2 separate regions of the Mus musculus genome follow, and region 1 is linked to region 2. Evidence: chromatin contacts called from public promoter capture Hi-C data. All regions are on one chromosome and are shown on one strand. Each heading gives the region's core, a stretch centred on a gene start, on an enhancer-like site or on the middle of the called end of the contact. The rest is flanking DNA. Distances are from core to core; before and after follow the strand shown. Region 1 holds the start of Tmem130 (transmembrane protein 130). Region 2 overlaps Gm33765 (a long non-coding RNA gene).

Evidence for each region. Promoter capture Hi-C pulls out the DNA fragments that hold promoters and counts their contacts.
Region 1: a contact with region 2 is called in a promoter capture Hi-C map of embryonic stem cells, with 5 times the contacts expected there. The contact joins the promoter of Tmem130 here to the enhancer-like site in region 2. A contact is called at or near these places in 6 of 39 promoter capture datasets (cranial neural crest, embryonic stem cells, frontonasal cranial neural crest and 2 more) and 5 of 115 datasets of contacts at active chromatin or transcription factors (embryonic stem cells and stem cell-derived neural progenitor cells).

The regions. Positions count from the first base shown.
Region 1 is chr5:144,760,162-144,762,861 of GRCm38.p6, reverse strand. Tmem130 (transmembrane protein 130) reads left to right here and starts at 1,284. Exons shown (of 8, transcript NM_177735.4): 1 at 1,284-1,405. The coding sequence starts at 1,330. It overlaps Gm38739 (a long non-coding RNA gene), which reads right to left and starts at 1,247. Exons shown (of 3, transcript XR_868688.3): 1 at 334-1,247.
Region 2 is chr5:144,504,929-144,507,628 of GRCm38.p6, reverse strand. All of the region lies in intron 2 of Gm33765 (a long non-coding RNA gene), which reads left to right. Among named protein-coding and RNA genes, the nearest start is that of Gm33765, 14 kb to the left of the region's middle. Within about 2 kb of position 1,273, at least 20 of the 459 cell types and tissues checked have an H3K27ac peak or open chromatin away from gene starts, as enhancers often do. A contact at or near this core is called in embryonic stem cells, where this site is marked.

The DNA.
Region 1 (2,700 bases), core at 35-2,534, 260 kb before region 2:
GATGAGTTGGCAGGCTTGCAGCCCAGCCTCAGGACCCAAGTTTAATCCCTGAGACCCAAGTAGTAGAGGGGGAAACACTTCTCCTGCAGGTCATCTTCTGACCTCCACACATTCACCATAGCATGCATTCAACTCCACACATATACATACACACATGTACAGAGCTAGGTAGATGGATAAATAAGCATGAGCTGTCTACTGCGCAGAAAAATTAAATTAGCCCAAACAGGCCACTGCTAAAATGAATGAGGTTCTATTAGCCATAACCTATATTCTATCGCTGGGTCTGCTGAGCTTAGCAGTCGTTATTTTTATCAGAGAAGCTGCAACTACCTGCTGGTGACCTCCAAGACTTGTTTGTTGTTGAGGTTCCCTCATGGAAGAAGAATCGGAAAGATCACTCTCTGGACTCTCCTTTGTTCTCTCAGCTGCTCCCTCCTGAACCTCTCAGCCAGCTGTATGCAACTCTGCCCTCATTGTCTGTGGGCTCTGTGGCCCTGGGAAGTACTACAGTCTATAGATTGTAGAAGGTTAACAGAAGCTGGGGTGGGGAAGGGGTTGAGGGGGAACCGACCCCATGCAAAGAAAAACTTTGTCTGGACCTTGGTAGGAGGGAGGGGCCTGGTCGACCTCCTAAGAAGAAAATTATACAACGGCTACAAAGTGAGTTCTGGGCCAGCCTTAGATATGCAACAGAAAACCTGTCACAAGAAGCAAAAAAACAAAAAAACAAAAAACAAAATTAGTCAACAACAGCTAAGTCTGTGCATATATCCCCGAGGAACTGTGGATAGTTTGAATGTAGATGTTCTGGAAGTACAAAATGTATACCAAGTAGTGAAAATTTAGGACAGCGAAAGAGATTAAGGGCTAGGGAGAAGGCTTGGTGGGTTGTTTGCTGCGCTAGCTTTAGGACCTGAGTTCGAATCACAGCAACCTATGTAAAAGGCAAGCGGCGTGGTGAGCATCTGAGGCCCCGGCGCTGGGAGGGAATGGAGGTAGGCAGATTCCCGGGGCTCCTTGATCGTCGGTCTGTTAACTTGGTGAGCTAAAGGTTCAGTGAAGAGACCTTATCTCTGGAAAGATGGCTCTGGGACCTACGGAAGCACGATGCTTGGAGGGAGCATGCGCACCTGGTGAGGTAAGGATGGCCTCTGTGATCCCTAGAGGGGAGGGACTCTCGGGGAGGGCTGTGTGGGCGGAGGTGGCTGCAGGCGGGGACAGGCGAGCGCTGCGTCTCCACGCACAACCAGACGGAGCCGCCACTGCGGAGCTACAACCCAGCTCCCTGAGCATCCTCCCCGCGCCCCTCGGTATCCACGCTTCGCCATGGCCAAGGCCACCGACGTCCTCGTCTTCTGGTTCGCTTGCCTCCTGCTCTTGGGTCCGGCGAGGGTGGCGGCAGGTAAGTCAGAGCCTGCCTGGAGCTGTCCAGTACTGTCCAGAACCTAAGCTACCGAGATGACTCGGTGCGTTCTGCCCCTCTGCCCAGAAGTCACGCAGGCACTTGGGGTGTCTCCCTGCTCCCCTTCGATGCCTACCTCCATCACTCTGCCCTGGGAAGTGCATCCATCCCGATGCTCAAGACTGGTACTTACAAGGGGAGGAGCAGGGAGAATGGATGCATGCAGGGAAGCCCCGGTGGGCTGAGAGAGGCCATCGCGCCTCAGCCATCCCCAGGGGGAACCGCCCCCTTGCCTGCATGGGGTAGCGCTTTTGCTATAAGATGTAACCTTTTTCTAGAGATTTCTACCGTGATTACGTTGGCTAAGGGGTGGCACGGGTACTAGTCCACAGAGCCAGTCTGCCATTTCCTCCCTGGGAATGATTTTTTTTTTTTTAAAAAGGGGGGCTCCTGAGCCGACAGGTTTTTCCAAGGCTCACCAGGCACCCATCTCTCCGTGATGAAAAGAGCAACGCAACCTTCCTACCCCATTTTATGAATAATAAATGATCCGGATTCAAGAATTGTCTGAGACCGGTGAGCAGCTGTAAAAAGAAAAAGAAAAAAAAAAAGTCATTTTTCACAGCCCATTCAAAGAGTAGTGGGGGGAAGAGGGGGCCTGGCGTAGATTTGTGACAACAGCGGGAACCATGAAGTAAATTTAAATTAAAAAAAAAAAAAACAAAAACCTGCGTTTTTAGAATCAATTCGAGAATTCGAGGATTTTGTGGGAATTTTGCATTTTTAAAATCACCTGCAGCACCCCCCACCCTACCCCCACTCCCCACCCCCAACCCCTCTCCTAGAAATCCACCATAAAATTCATCTAGAAATGGACACCCTGGTCCATTAGGTTGTATGTGCCTAGAAGTTATGTGATTTAATTTCAAGAAATACACAAGTATATATATATATATTTATTTATTTGTATTTCAACACAGGATTTCTTTGTATAGCCCTGATTGTCCTGGAACTCATCTAGAAATGGACACCCTGGTCCATTAGGTTGTATGTGCCTTGAAGTTATGTGATTTAAATTATAAGGAACACACAACCATTTGTTTGTTTGTTTTGAGGCAGGGTTCCTCTGTGTAGCCCTGGCTGACCTGGAGCTCACTCTGTAGACCATCCTGGCTTTGAATCCAGAGATCCACCTACCTCAGGCTCCCAGTCACTGGGGTTAAGGCATGTGCCACCATGTCACACTCTATGATGTGACAAGGAATTGCCCAGGCTGGCCTCTAACGGGACCTCTC
Region 2 (2,700 bases), core at 24-2,523:
AGACAGATCTTTAAAAAGCCGGCTCCTTAATGATCAAGCAGCATTTGTCTGATCCTTCACGGCCCCAGATGTACGTCTACGTCTCAGACAGAGCTCAAAATAAGTTTGTGAACAGTTCGTAAGGCAAAAGAGAAAAGAAAGTCACCAAGTAGCTCGCTGTGGAAAGCGGAAACCTATTCCCACTTCCCTGTGTCTGATTGAACCACTGTGAGCCTGCAATGCCACACACCCCGGAGGGACCAGATTAAAGACCTCTGGAAACGCTTTTTTTTTTTCTGCAGATCTGGTTAGACAGGTTCTTTTCACACCTCTGCAGCTTATCTAAGGCTCGACTCGCAGCCTTGAAGGAAGCTCTGCCCTTCCTAAACTACAGGGAGCAAAAGAAACCCAGCGCTGAGAAATGAGATGCTAAAGTTCAAAGTCAACATCATGCAAATGGCAGACAGGAGGGCGGGAGAGCCGCTTGTTGTCCAAAAAGGAAGGCTGTCGCGGGTGACTCCGCAGACAAAGCTTGCTGTGAAAACCTGAGGACCCGAGTTCAGATCGCCAGCACACTAGTCAGGCACGGCCGCACATGCGCACAGGTCACGGGTGCTGGTCGGAATGGAAACAGGATCTCTGGAGATTGATGGCTGCCAGCCTATCTCCAGGTTCAGTAAAACACCTCTCTCCAAAGGAACTGATTGAGACTGATAGAGGACACCCAGGATACAGACCTTGTATCCTTGTATCCTTGCTCCAGCTTCCGCCCATATTCTGCTTCCTGGTCCTCTGTCCTTGAACAGGTCAAACCCCGGTCCTTGTGGGTGCAGTAGCACGCACTACATCTACTAAGTGGCCACTCCAAGCCCCGTGTTAGTTTTTTTTTTTTTTTTTTTCCTCACTGTGGCAAAAAAACCCGATGTAAACAAGTTAAAAGGAGAGATTTGTTTTGTCCTGGATGGTTGTGGTTCAGTCCCTGGGAGCCTGGCTCCACAGTGCCTAAAGACACAAAGGGTCATGGTTGAGAGTATGTGAAAGCAGAAATACTTACCTTGTTCATCTTGGGAAGGAGGGAGGGAGGAAAAAAGAAGGGAGAAAGAGAGAGAATAAATGTGAATGTTATTTTTGGGTCGCTATGACCAAAATATGGGCCAGAAACAACTGAAGAGAGGAAAGGTTTGCTTTGGTTCGTGGATTTCAGGGGTTTTGTTCAGCACAGCAGTGACAGTATGACAGAGTTCACAGTGGCGGGAGCGAGTAGTCTTCACATAACAAAGGACTGTGAAACAAAGACTAAAGCTGGAAGCAGAGACCAGCCTATAACCTTCAAAGGACCACCCAAGTGACTAATTTCCAAGACAGTTAGAGCCTACTTTCTAAAGGTTCCATAGGCCCCTATACTGGACATGAAGTCCCCAACACACTTCATACTTAAGCCACAACCATATGGGGCTGGCTTTAAGTCATGTTTGTATATAAACCACAGGTTGTGGATACAATACTATGTTCCAGGCATCAAGTGGAGGGTTTCTAAACATATCCTCCATGAATAAGGAACAGATTGTCTGTTTTCTTTTTTTTTAAAAAAATGTTTATTTTTAAATTAATAAATGTGTGTGTGTGTGTGTGTGTGTGTGTGTGTGTGTACACGGGCATGCAAATGTTTATATGTACCATGTGCATGCAGTGCCTGTGGAGGCCAGAAGAGGGCACCAGATTCCCCGGAGCTGAAGTTCTGAGAGGTTGTGAGCTACCTGATATGGGTGCTAGGATCCAAATCCAGGTCCTCCAGATGAGCTGGCAAATTCTCTTAACCTCCAAGCCATCTCTTCAGCCTTAAGTTGTCTGTTTTGCTATGGCAGCCTGAACTGGCAAGTTCAGAAACACAGCAGGAGTCACAGAGCTGTTTTGTCAGGATGGTGGTGCTTCCCCAAAGAGCTATCAACCGGTGTCTGCTAAGTGGTCGGTGATGAAACTGTGTGTCCTTTCTCTGTGAGGTCTGGGAAAGGGGGCCAGTTACTCTGCTTGGGGCTTCCCTTTTCTGTCCAAAAACACTGTCATTCTCTTCTTTGCTGAAGGTATTTTTCTGCCTTGGAGAAGACACCAATGACCCAAAACCCAGTTTAAGCTTTATAAAGAGAGGAGTGAAAGCCAGTCTATCTTTTTCCTTGGAACTCACTTGCCTGACTCTTGCTTTCAGGGAGGACAAAATGCTAAGTCAAGATCACATTCTTCAATGGCTGGCTTTACGGTCACCCACTCAAGTGACAGAGATGCTAGTCAGGTCTCCAATGACCCAAGAGTTGTAAATACTGACCTCTTTGTATATTAGAAGATTTATCTTTGACAAAGTTGTAAAGAGTTTGTTTGCTTTCTGCATTTCCAAACCCCAAAGAGTCTAGTGGCTCCAAGTTACACAAACAGTCCCAGGCAATTTGTTCTAATATACTCTTGAACTTAGGGCCTCACACATGCTAAAAAAGCATTCTAACACTGAGTCACGCCCCCAGGTCCTCACTGGGGGATTCTAGGCAGGGGCTCTACCACTGAGCCACACCTTCAGCCCCTCACTGGGGGATTCTAGGCAGGGGCTCTACCACTGAGCCACGCCCCCAGTCCCTCCCTGGGGGATTCTAGGCAGGGGCTCTACCACTGAGCCACACCTTCAGCCCCTCACTGGGGGATTCTAGGCAGGGGCTCTACCACTGAGCCACGCCC